2 separate regions of the Zea mays genome follow, and region 1 is linked to region 2. A link is a contact called in public Hi-C data. All regions are on one chromosome and are shown on one strand. Each heading gives the region's core, a stretch centred on a gene start, on an enhancer-like site or on the middle of the called end of the contact. The rest is flanking DNA. Distances are from core to core; before and after follow the strand shown. Region 1 holds the start of LOC109940179 (probable histidine kinase 1). Region 2 holds the start of LOC103629684 (RNA-directed DNA polymerase (reverse transcriptase)).

What was found. A called contact is a pair of places that touch in the nucleus more often than the background predicts.
Region 1: a contact with region 2 is called in a Hi-C map of tassel, with 2.6 times the contacts expected there. The contact joins the promoter of LOC109940179 here to the promoter of LOC103629684 in region 2. A contact is called at or near these places in 2 of 25 Hi-C or Micro-C datasets (endosperm and tassel).

What each region holds. Positions count from the first base shown.
Region 1 is chr6:105,198,415-105,203,583 of Zm-B73-REFERENCE-NAM-5.0, forward strand. LOC109940179 (probable histidine kinase 1) reads right to left here and starts at 3,456. Exons shown (of 13, transcript XM_020539365.2): 1 at 2,839-3,456; 2 at 681-1,608; 3 at 525-581; 4 at 145-372. The coding sequence starts at 1,388.
Region 2 is chr6:104,650,548-104,655,893 of Zm-B73-REFERENCE-NAM-5.0, forward strand. LOC103629684 (RNA-directed DNA polymerase (reverse transcriptase)) reads left to right here and starts at 2,134. Exons shown (of 3, transcript XM_020539364.1): 1 at 2,134-5,346. The coding sequence starts at 2,711. The coding sequence ends at 5,146.

The sequences.
Region 1 (5,169 bases), core at 2,206-4,705, 550 kb after region 2:
TGCAAACTAAAACATAGAGAAAAAAAGAATCATGTAGATAGTACCAATATAGAACCACTGCAATGATAATATCAGAATTTTCATCATCCAGAAGCAAAGGGAACAAAGGTACATCATAAGAGAATTTAAATTCATAAAAGGTACCTGATCTGTTATATCCATTGCAACATAATTCACACCAATTGCTTCCCCACCTTTGCTGAAAACTGGCTCAATGTATGTCACAAATGTCTTTGCCCCAAACATTGGTGTATTAAACGCGAATTCTCTTTTAGTTGCCATTCCTGTGGCCATAACTTCTCGCTTGACACTATTCATCTCTTCTATACCCTCACCGGATAATATCTCGTAGTCGGTCTTACCAATAACATCCTAATAAAAATGATATGCTTCAGACAAAGTTGCAACTTATTGAAAGTACTAGAACATCAATTTTTCATGTAATGTTTATTGATTGCCAATTTTCAGAGCCATGGCATACTCTAATTGTACAGTAACGCGCAATGTAAAGGTGTGGAGATTACCTCATCAGCAAGTGTTGGATAGTGGTTAAATATGAAACGGTACCGTAAATCAGCATCCTGAACAGAACAATATATGGGTTATCTATACCCTGTTATAAAAGTCTGTATTCAATGCTCCATGTCATTCCCTATTTGAAAAGGCATCTCAGAACGTACCTGATGAGCAATAACAATAGGAGCGCTTTGTAGAACCAAGTGCAAGAAGTAATCAGCACGTTTCAGCATTCCAGAGAATTCCTCAGCTGGTGTGTGTGACTGCAGATTCTTTATATTTTCCTCCAATTTCTCAACCAAAGAACGCTCCCTTTGGATGCTTTCCTCAAGTTTTTCCTCTAACTTAGTTGCCCTCTCTTTCCAGTAGGAAACACTGTCATGATCTGCGTCTATTTTAGTCTCTCTACTATGAGAGAGATCATCATTCTTTTTGCTCGGTCGCTTCCATTCATCTTCATAAACTTCATCCAGTATTGGTACATGCCGCTTTACAGCATAATAGCTCTCATCCTGAAAGCGTTGCTCCTCCAAGATTTCTTGCTTGTTTTGTTCAATCTCTTTTCTTTGTTGGCAGAGAAGACCAAGCTCTTCCTCCAGAAGCCGAGCAGCATTGGCTCTCTTATATTCCCAGTGCTTCATAAAGTATTGCATCTGAGAAACACCTTTCTCAGAATTTGCCATTTCCATAAGCCGCTGAAAGTCCACGTGAACAGGCTTTTCATCAAACTTCACATCCTTGAAAGCATCTTGGTCCTTCCTAAACTTTTCCATTCTGAACTGCCTCTGGTGTTTGTCTACTATGTTCTCAGGCCACATTGATTGTGCAACCTCATCCTCAGGTTCAGTTTCAGCTAGGTAGTCGTCCCCCATCTTTCTCAATAATCAGCACGGTTTTCTGTTCACATTGAAATTTTACTCACACATGAGCTGACTGTTGAACCCAACAGATGATGTTGCTGACTATAGCTGGTGACATTAATCCATGAGTGAAATTTAAATGCTCCTTGTTCTCTGAGAATCATATAACGGATAGCATAACAGTTCCACTGAGTAACCAATGCCAGAGCAAGAATCAGAAGGTGCTTCTTATCTGCATATACATCCCATTTGCAGCTCAGTACCAAATTAAACAAAAGTATGGTATCCTCAAAGAGGAATCAAATAAAACAACATATACTCCCTCCATTCCAAAATAGTATCGTTTTAGCTCTTGGTTTCTATGTTTATATTCAAATAGATGATGATTAATCTACACACATATTCAAAACACATACTTCAAGTATTGTATGAATCAACTAAATCCCTAAAATGAAATTTATTTTGGGATGGAGGGAGTACATGATAATAGATAAGTAGATTGAGAAATTTTCCAATGCAAATCAAATGATTACAGGAACTGGAAGGCTGCCTGGGGAACAGACTATGATAGAAATGATAAAACGAACACATATAAGTTTATGCCAAAAGGAACTGGTTTTGATGGAACACCTAACTGAAAGGCTGACTGTTGCTCAAAGAAAACTCTTAGGATCCTTTGGAACGCGGGAATTTCACAGGAATTATATAAAATTTTACAGAAATCAGATCATTTTTTAAAGGAAAAACACAGGAACCGTGCGGTAGCAAAAGCTGACACAAAGCTCAGCTTTTAATGGAATTCCAAACCATAAAGATGGAAAGTTCCATTTCAAGGCATACTCGAGATCATCTTTGGATCAAGTGAATAGTCAGTAACAAAAAAAGTGCACAACCGAATCTAAGATTCTGGGTGCTCCACCTGTGGACAGAATCAAACGCAACTGAATAACTGCACAAAACTGAATGATGGGTCGCTAACACAGAGATGCAAACCTGAGAAAACTAACTTAACCAACTAAACTGAACCCTCCAAGGGATCACACCGGACTCGTTACGGATCAAGTACGTGGCATACAGCTCACAAAGTCCAACACTTGGCCACCAAAGAAGGGCGCAAGCTTAACGGAAATCAAGAAAGCAACGGGACGCGCAAGTGGAAAGCATATGTCGGAGACCTGATCCCAGTAGGGTCCCTGCTCTGTTGCGCCAGGCGCGCTACCCATTCGACGAAATGCTGGGGGAAAAAACTCAAGTGTTCCTGGAGAGCTCGAGATCAAATCTCTCACCGCGATACGCCCGAGCAAAGTTGGCACGCACGAAAGAGCAATAAAAACAGCCAAAAACGGAACAGCCTGACTGAATAGCAGTATAGCACTACGCCCGCCACCCATCCGACAAAATGCCTGGCCGGCCGGCACTCCCGATCACTAAAACTCGCGACACGGAAGCAATGATCGCCCACCTGGAAGTACAAGGCGCGGCTCGGAGAGACGCCGTCCCCGGCGACTCGTCACGGCCTCGACGGAAGGAGCGGCGCCGCACGCAAGCAGAGGCGCAGGAGGCAGGTGCGGGGGGGGGGGGGGGGGGGGGGGGGGGGGTCAATGCGACCGGAAGCTGAGGCGAGGTTTGGAGGAAGAGGGTGGAGTTTGCAGAGGAGGATCTAATGGCCGCGAGCGGGGCGGGGGGCGCAGCGGCCATGTGACGAGAATAGTATAAAAAATGCGCGCGCAGTGGGGTGCGGGTGGCGGAGGCAGCTGGTGGTGCAAGGAATCGCGCCCGCAGGGGCGGAGGGGCCATGTGCGCAGCGAAAAAGAATTGCGCAACTGGCGACGCCCTCCGCGCGAGTTGTTTAGCCCTGCGCTCTTGTGGCTGGTTTTCTTTTCTCCGTTTTCTCGCCGGCCGATCTGGCCGCCGTCCCCGGTGCGGTGGTGGTGAACTGGTGGTAGTGGTGGGCGCAGAGGAAAGCGACGGGGAGGGGGTTAAAAAACGCGGCGGTTGAACCGGGCGAACGGGCAGCTTTAAATTGACGGCTGCGTCTGCGTGCCTGCGTCCTGCGAGACAGAGCGGGGGCAACGAGCTCGCCGAGTCAGTCAGCTGCCGGAGTGAATATACCATGCTTTTGGGCCTGTGGACCAATCCGATTTTGGACGCCCTGCTGTGGATTTGATGTCTGGATCATATAGTTCACCTGCTTTCTCAAAATAACATACAAATATTATAGATATTTATATCCATCAATATATTTACTGTAAAATATTTCAATAATTCATGTAATGATACTATTTGCACGTCGTAAATATTAATATTTGTTATATAAATTTGGCTAAATTTTAAAACTTATCTAACTTCTCGACTCTCGAGAATTAAAGGCTCCGCTTGTTTGGTTTTCTGTCTAAGACGACACAACTAATCTAAGCTTAGTCGTTCGAATTGAAAAACTAATATTAAAAGCTAGTTTGGGAACACCGTTTTCTCACGGGATTTTTATTTTCCCAAGTAAAATTAGTTCATTTTTCCTTGGGAAAATATGAATCCATTGGAAAAATGTAGTTCCAAACTAGCCCTAAACACAAAAATTGTTGTGTCTTAGACAAGGAAACCAAGTAGACCCTACGAACGACGTTTCTATGAGACAGACAAAGACAAAGAGAGTAATAAATACTAATAGTGTCTAGTGTCTAGGTATTGGCCCTGTTTGGATCCTTCAAGCCTGGCTAGAGCTAGAGCTAGTTTCTAGCTCTAACTCTATCTCAAACTAGCTCTAGCCCTCTACGTGTTTGGATCGAAGAGCTAGTTTACAATAAATGCTATTTTATAATCATTTGTCTCATTTAAACCTTTCCTTATCCGGATTTAGTGTGGCAAACTCTTGTGTGGCTTCTCCCACACACAAATAACACAAATAAACTCTTGTGTGGCACGCGGTGGGCGATACGGAGGAAGCACAGAGCCGCTGGCACGGCCATCGAACAGACCATCAGAGTCGAACAGGATGTTGCCGTACAGCTGAAGCCCCGGGAAACCATCAGTCTCCGGCGCCTGCGAGTTGAGGTCGAAGGCATCGCCGTCCATGGCAACGGTGAGGCTGCATATGCAGTAACAAAATGAGCCAATCACAGTAGATAAATTAGTAAATTATAATAGTCGAAAATACATTCAATAAGAAATTAGCCAAAACAAATCCGTTGTTTTCCTGTTCTTTCCAATGTGGCCAGTCGTGCCCCTCCACTACCTTTCCATGGATCAAGAAAAGAGGGAGGAGGAGGCTGAGGGAACGGAGGGAGGCGACGGCTGACCTGCTCGAGGACGGCGGCGTTTCTTCGGTTCGAGGACGGCGGCGCCGGTCCTTCCCTGCGTATCGAAGAAAAGAAATGGACCCAGGAACGTGCGGATCCCGTGCGGAAGGATAAGAGAGAAAAAAAGGATTTTGGTGGGCCTTCCAACAAACTAGCCCCAATAATCACCCCTTGGTGGGGAGAGTTTTTTGGGATGGGCTAGTTGCAAAAAACTGGCTCTAGCCCTCCTGTTTGGCTACTTTTGGGCTAGTTTGGCGCAAACTAGCCCAAACTAGCTCTACCCCTTGGATCCAAACAGGGCCATTGTTTAGTTCTACATCCACTTTCTCTCAGATCAGTTTATGAAAACAATTTTGAGGTACTATTGTCCTACCTTGTAAATAACTATTCCTATCATTTTGTTTCCGAAAAATATATATGTCGCTACTAACATAGAGCCCCGCGCGGTCCTGACAACGCTCAAATGGTTCGTACAAATACTGCACTATACTTGGTCT
Region 2 (5,346 bases), core at 884-3,383:
CAAGGACATGTTAATGTCTAATTTAGCTTCAAGCTCTGTGGTGATGTGGGATTTCATAGTTATTTGTCTACTCTTCTCACTTCTGGTAGATCGGTGGTAGATAATGGTAAGCATGCCAAAGGGTGGAATTCAGTGTAGTTCGGCTACATAAACCCCAGGTATGTGTCCATTTAGGACTGACCTTTACCATTTAGCTTATAGTGTATACCATACCAGTCAAAGGACTATTCCAAGTCAATTCAACGACTATAAGTATTTACAATTCTGAGAGATGTATGCAAAGCATAGAGGTCCTAGATAGGACGAGTAAAGTAGTTTGACGGGAACACACAATGGTTTTTCACACAAACATTGTAAAAAAAATCTCAGAATTACCTTTCGATGTACTCGCAACTTCGTGTTGCTAAAGTACTAGCCATTTATCTCAAAGTTCGCTTCATGCCATTCAGCGACAAATAGCAATGTGCCAACATCTGGTTGAGCAATGTATGACTGAGATTCTAGCATTTATTCATCTGACAAGGTCTTATTGCTTACTAATAAAATTTCAATTTGTGATGTTTTCTGTGCCAAAAAAAGGCTTTCATGCATTAATATTGAATTTCTTCAGGTTACTTCGGGTAAAACTTTATGCAGTAGGAGAGAGCAGAGATTTAACCTATCTGTGTTTCATTGTATTTCGATTTAATTTCCCAGATTTAATATAGTTGTTATGGCCACTTGGCGATATATATAAATATACGATGCCACACAACACAATCAAACAAAATATAGAGTGAAAACAAAATTGTTTACGAAGGTTGCGCATAATGTGACTTTAGGGGCTTGAACGACACACCACAATCCACGCAAGTACAAACTCTAGCGTTCTGGCGTCAACGTATGTGTGGCCATCAGTGCAACAACAATACAACAAGCCTTTATAACAAGCGCAACAAGCGCAATTGTGGCTCGGTAGTCGGGGTACACAATAAGTCCACACAACGTGCACAACAGGTGCAACTGTGGCTTGATGATCATGACAGACGGACAGTGCCTGCAGGGCATACGAAAAATGTGTGACTCGACGATGGCGGTCCGACTCAACAGGAGCGGTCCGATTAAGCGAGACTACGGCATAGCAATCACATGACGCAGCCAATGTCATAACTCAGTCAATTAACAACGCAGTCTGTTCGGCATGTCTGAGTACCCATTATACAATTTAATTGCTCAATGTGAGTCCGAAAGCTCAAAGCGACACAAATACTTAGAGCAATTTGATTTATGCGTAGTATAACCACATGTATTTCAAATAATTTTCTGCTATTTACTACAGGAAATAAAACAGAAAATAATACCGAAATTAATACACGAACATAAACACATCGAGTGCAAAAAGGTATTTTCTCATTTTGAAGCATATATTATTTTTTTGCTAATTATTTACTACAGGAAATAATTAAATAAGGTAGAAATTGTAACATAAAACATGCTTCATTCTATTTGTTATTTATAACAGTAAGTAAATAGAATAGATAAATTATACCAAACTTGATTAATCTAAAAGGTTTTTTTTTGGAAAATCGTAAGGCCCTGAGTTATAAGTCTATTATTTTACTTTTTTCAACCAACAAGCTGCCATAGCCCTTTTTATTTCTTTGAACCGCTGTGCAAGCACGCACGTTTGTTTACGGCCATGCAGCCTCGCGACCAGGAAGAAGCCCCATGGAAAATCGACCTCGATCTTATCTAGCCAAAATGGAGAGGAAAGAAATGGTCCACGCGAAGGACCCGCTCGTGGGAAACGCCCACGCCATCTCCATCTTTCATAGGCTAACGGTACAGCAGTACAGGCACATAGGCTCCATGTGCACCATCGCATAGGCTTCGTACGGCTGCAAATTCATATCCGCATGCGGCCAGCCATGGTGAAGCCCACAAGCAAGTCGTTGCATGACACAAATTAGCTTTCCTCTTTTTTTCTAAGAAAGTCAACCGCCATGCAAGACACGACTCTAACCGCCATGCAAGGAAACGTTAATCGCCCAAAAGCCATGCAAGCCTATTTTTTTCTCCGTCTCTAACCGCCCAGCCACCAGAGCCACCCCTACTCCACCAGGGAGTGTCCTAGTCGCCGCATGGAGGATCTGTGCGCTGGGGCCTGGGGCTTGAGGGCGGCCCGCCGCTGGATCTACTCGCTGGGCTAGTGGGCGGTCGAGCCGCCATCAGATCTGACAGGCAGCATGCATACGGGCTCACAAGCGATATACGCGATGAACAGTAAATTGCAGATCCACTCAAAATTTCATACCGTGATTCCTGGTTCGACAAACGGGAACGAAGCCTGTCGCGTAGGACAGTTCGGCAAGGCCGGGACCTGCCGGCGTGACGGAGAGTCGGTGCCGATAGGATCCACGAGTCGGGGTAGAGCAGTGCTGATAACGTGTTGAGAACTACGTTGCCGCAGATCACCAGATCTGCTCCCTTCCCTCCCGTCAGCAGTAGAGGCACAAGAAGCTGTAGAGAACCCGTCTCCCTTCCCAGAAGCACGACAGAGTAACACACGAGACACAGGATATAGTGTTGGGCCATTGGCCTCTTTCTCTTCTTTGTATTATGAGGTGGTGTACAAGTTCCTTATATAGAGATGTGAAACCCCTCAGAGATAAAGCAGATATTTGTCCACATAACCCTAACTAGGGTTACTTAACCTAAACAAGGCTGCCCCATGCACGATAGTCGGGCCGTTCTCACTGCTCAGCCCAAATTGCGCACGCTGCCGCGTGCTCGCGCGTCGGCCCGTTCTCATTGTTCGGCCCAAATCGCGCGCTACGGTCCCTCATCCCTTCCCTGTCGACGCAGCCGCGCAGCGATCGGACCTTCCTCCCGCCCGGCCGCCGCAGCGAGCAGCACGTCCACCTTCTCCATCTACACGCCGCTCATGCTCCACCGCCTCGCCCACACCCGCGTGTGCCACTTCTTCATCATCCCCACACCCCGCGCGTTCTCCAACGCTCCCGCTGCCACTCCACCCGCTGCGCCGCCGCTCTCGGCCGCGGACCTCGAGCAACTCCTCCGCCGCTGTCACTACTCTGCCTCCAGCCACCGCTTCCACTCTCTTCTCCCCCTCCTCTCGCACCCCTCCGTCCTCCTCTCCTGCGCGCTCCACCTAAGCCACCGCGCGCACCCATCCCTCCCCGTCCCGCCCCAGCCCCCACCAATCACCATTGCCGCCGCTGCCGCCGCGTTCTCATCCCCATCATCCCACCTCCGCCTCCTCCTCCCGTCCCGCATCAAGGGCCAGCCGCTTCCCGTCCCCACGCTACCGCTCCGCCTCGCTTTGCGCTGCGCCGCCTCCGTCCTCGACGCCGTGTTCGCCCCGCGCGCAGCCACCTTCGCTTACCGCGGCCGCCACACAGCTGTCCGATACCTCAAGTCCATTCCCAGCGCGTCCTGGTTCTTCCGTGTCGCCATCCCGCGGCAGCCCTTCGCCCCTCGCCACGTTTGCCGTCTGCTCGGTGCCATCTCCAGTAAGGTCGATGATCCCGGGTTCCTGGAGTTCCTGAACGAACTGTTCGTCTCTGATGCGGTCGCATTTGAGCTTGGTGGTTGCGAGCTCGGACGCGGGCTGCCACAGGAATCAGAGCTCACTAGCACGCTAGTGAACATATTCTTCAATCGTGTGGATGGAGAGATAATGGCCCTCCGTGAGGAAGTGCACAAAAAACATCCTAGAATGAAAGATGACAGCGTTCGGCATACACCTGTGAGAGTATATGCGATTCGATATCTAGATGATATTCTGGTTGTGACGTCCGGGTCGAAGATGCTCACAATTGAGATCAGGAACAGGATAATTGCAGTCTTGGAGAGGGATTTAGAGGTGAGGGTGGACAGATTGGGGAGCTCAATCCACAGCGCTGTATCAGAGAAGATTGAGTTCCTGGGGATAGAATTCCAAGCTGTGCCACCGTCAGTGTTGCACCCACCCATGTCAGAGAAAGCAAAGAGAGCAAGGAAGAAGTATCTGAAGATGAAGGCGGAAAAGGCGCAGGAGCTGAAAAATGCACGGGAGACGAGGCGGAAGAAGCTTGGCTTGAAGATACTGAACCACTTGTCCAAGAGGATGAGGAGGGGCGAGGAGTTTGAATTTGATTTCCGGATCGAGAAAGAGGTGCAGCAAGTGTTCAGGGACTGGGCAGAGGAGACAGTGGCCGAATACTTCGAATCACGTGAGCATTGCCGATATTGGCACCGACTGCTAGCATCAGGTGATTTCTTGTCATTGAACAGGGTGAGAGATCAATTGCCACCTGCTTTGGTGGACTCATATGATAAATTTCAAGAGACAATCGACAAGTTTTTGATGCCCATGAAAGGTCATGACCTGACAGAAGAAGAGGAGATTCTAGCTGAGGAGGAAGAAGAGGAACAATATGAGAAACGGATTGTCGAGGACTTGACAGAGCTTAAGATGAGGGCCAATGTGCCGATAGATCTTGTAAGGAAGGAGGTAAAGCTTGCTGGATTCACAAATTCCATGGGCCGGCCACGGCCAATTAAGCTACTTCTCTGTTTGGATGATGCAGATATCATCAAATGGTATGCTGGCGTAGGGAGGAGGTGGCTAGATTTCTTCTGCTGTTGCCGTAACTTCAAGATGGTCAAGACTGTTGTCACTTACCACTTGAGGTTCTCCTGCTTTTTGACATTAGCAGAGAAGCACGAGTGCACTAAGAAGCAAGCAATTAGCCATTTCACAAAGGATTTAAAGGTAGCAAATGATAATGGAATGGCAGAAGTGCACTTCCCAATGGAACGCGAGATCAAAATGATGGGTGATAAAAACTTGTCTGACCCAAAGCCTGTGGATGGTGCCTTGACGATGACATTAGTAAGATTAGCAGTTGATGACGCCTCCTATCCATGCCTAGCACATTTTTGTGCTAAAACAGAAACTGTGCTTTACAGAATACGTTTGTTGCAAAATCGCCTAAATGTTGATCCATTGAATGAAAAGAAATGGGTCCATGGATTAGGTGCCATTCATGAGAGCCTGAACAAGAAATGTCTCCCCTTGTGCTATATGCACGCAAGTGATCTCTTTCTTGGCAAGATCACACTTCAAGATATTGACTGCACTCAATTTGTTGATGTGGAATGAGAGAAAAGCTTATTTGCGCAATACTTCTTGCAGATTATAGCTCATGTAGTATTGCAGGACTTCTTGCAGATTATAGCTCATGTAGTATTGCAGGTCCTGCCCAGTGCATTGGATATTAGTTTTTTTACTAATGCTTCATCATGTCTGTTTCAATACATTGTAGAAGAAATGTTGCTTTGTCCCCAAAGATACTAGCTTTT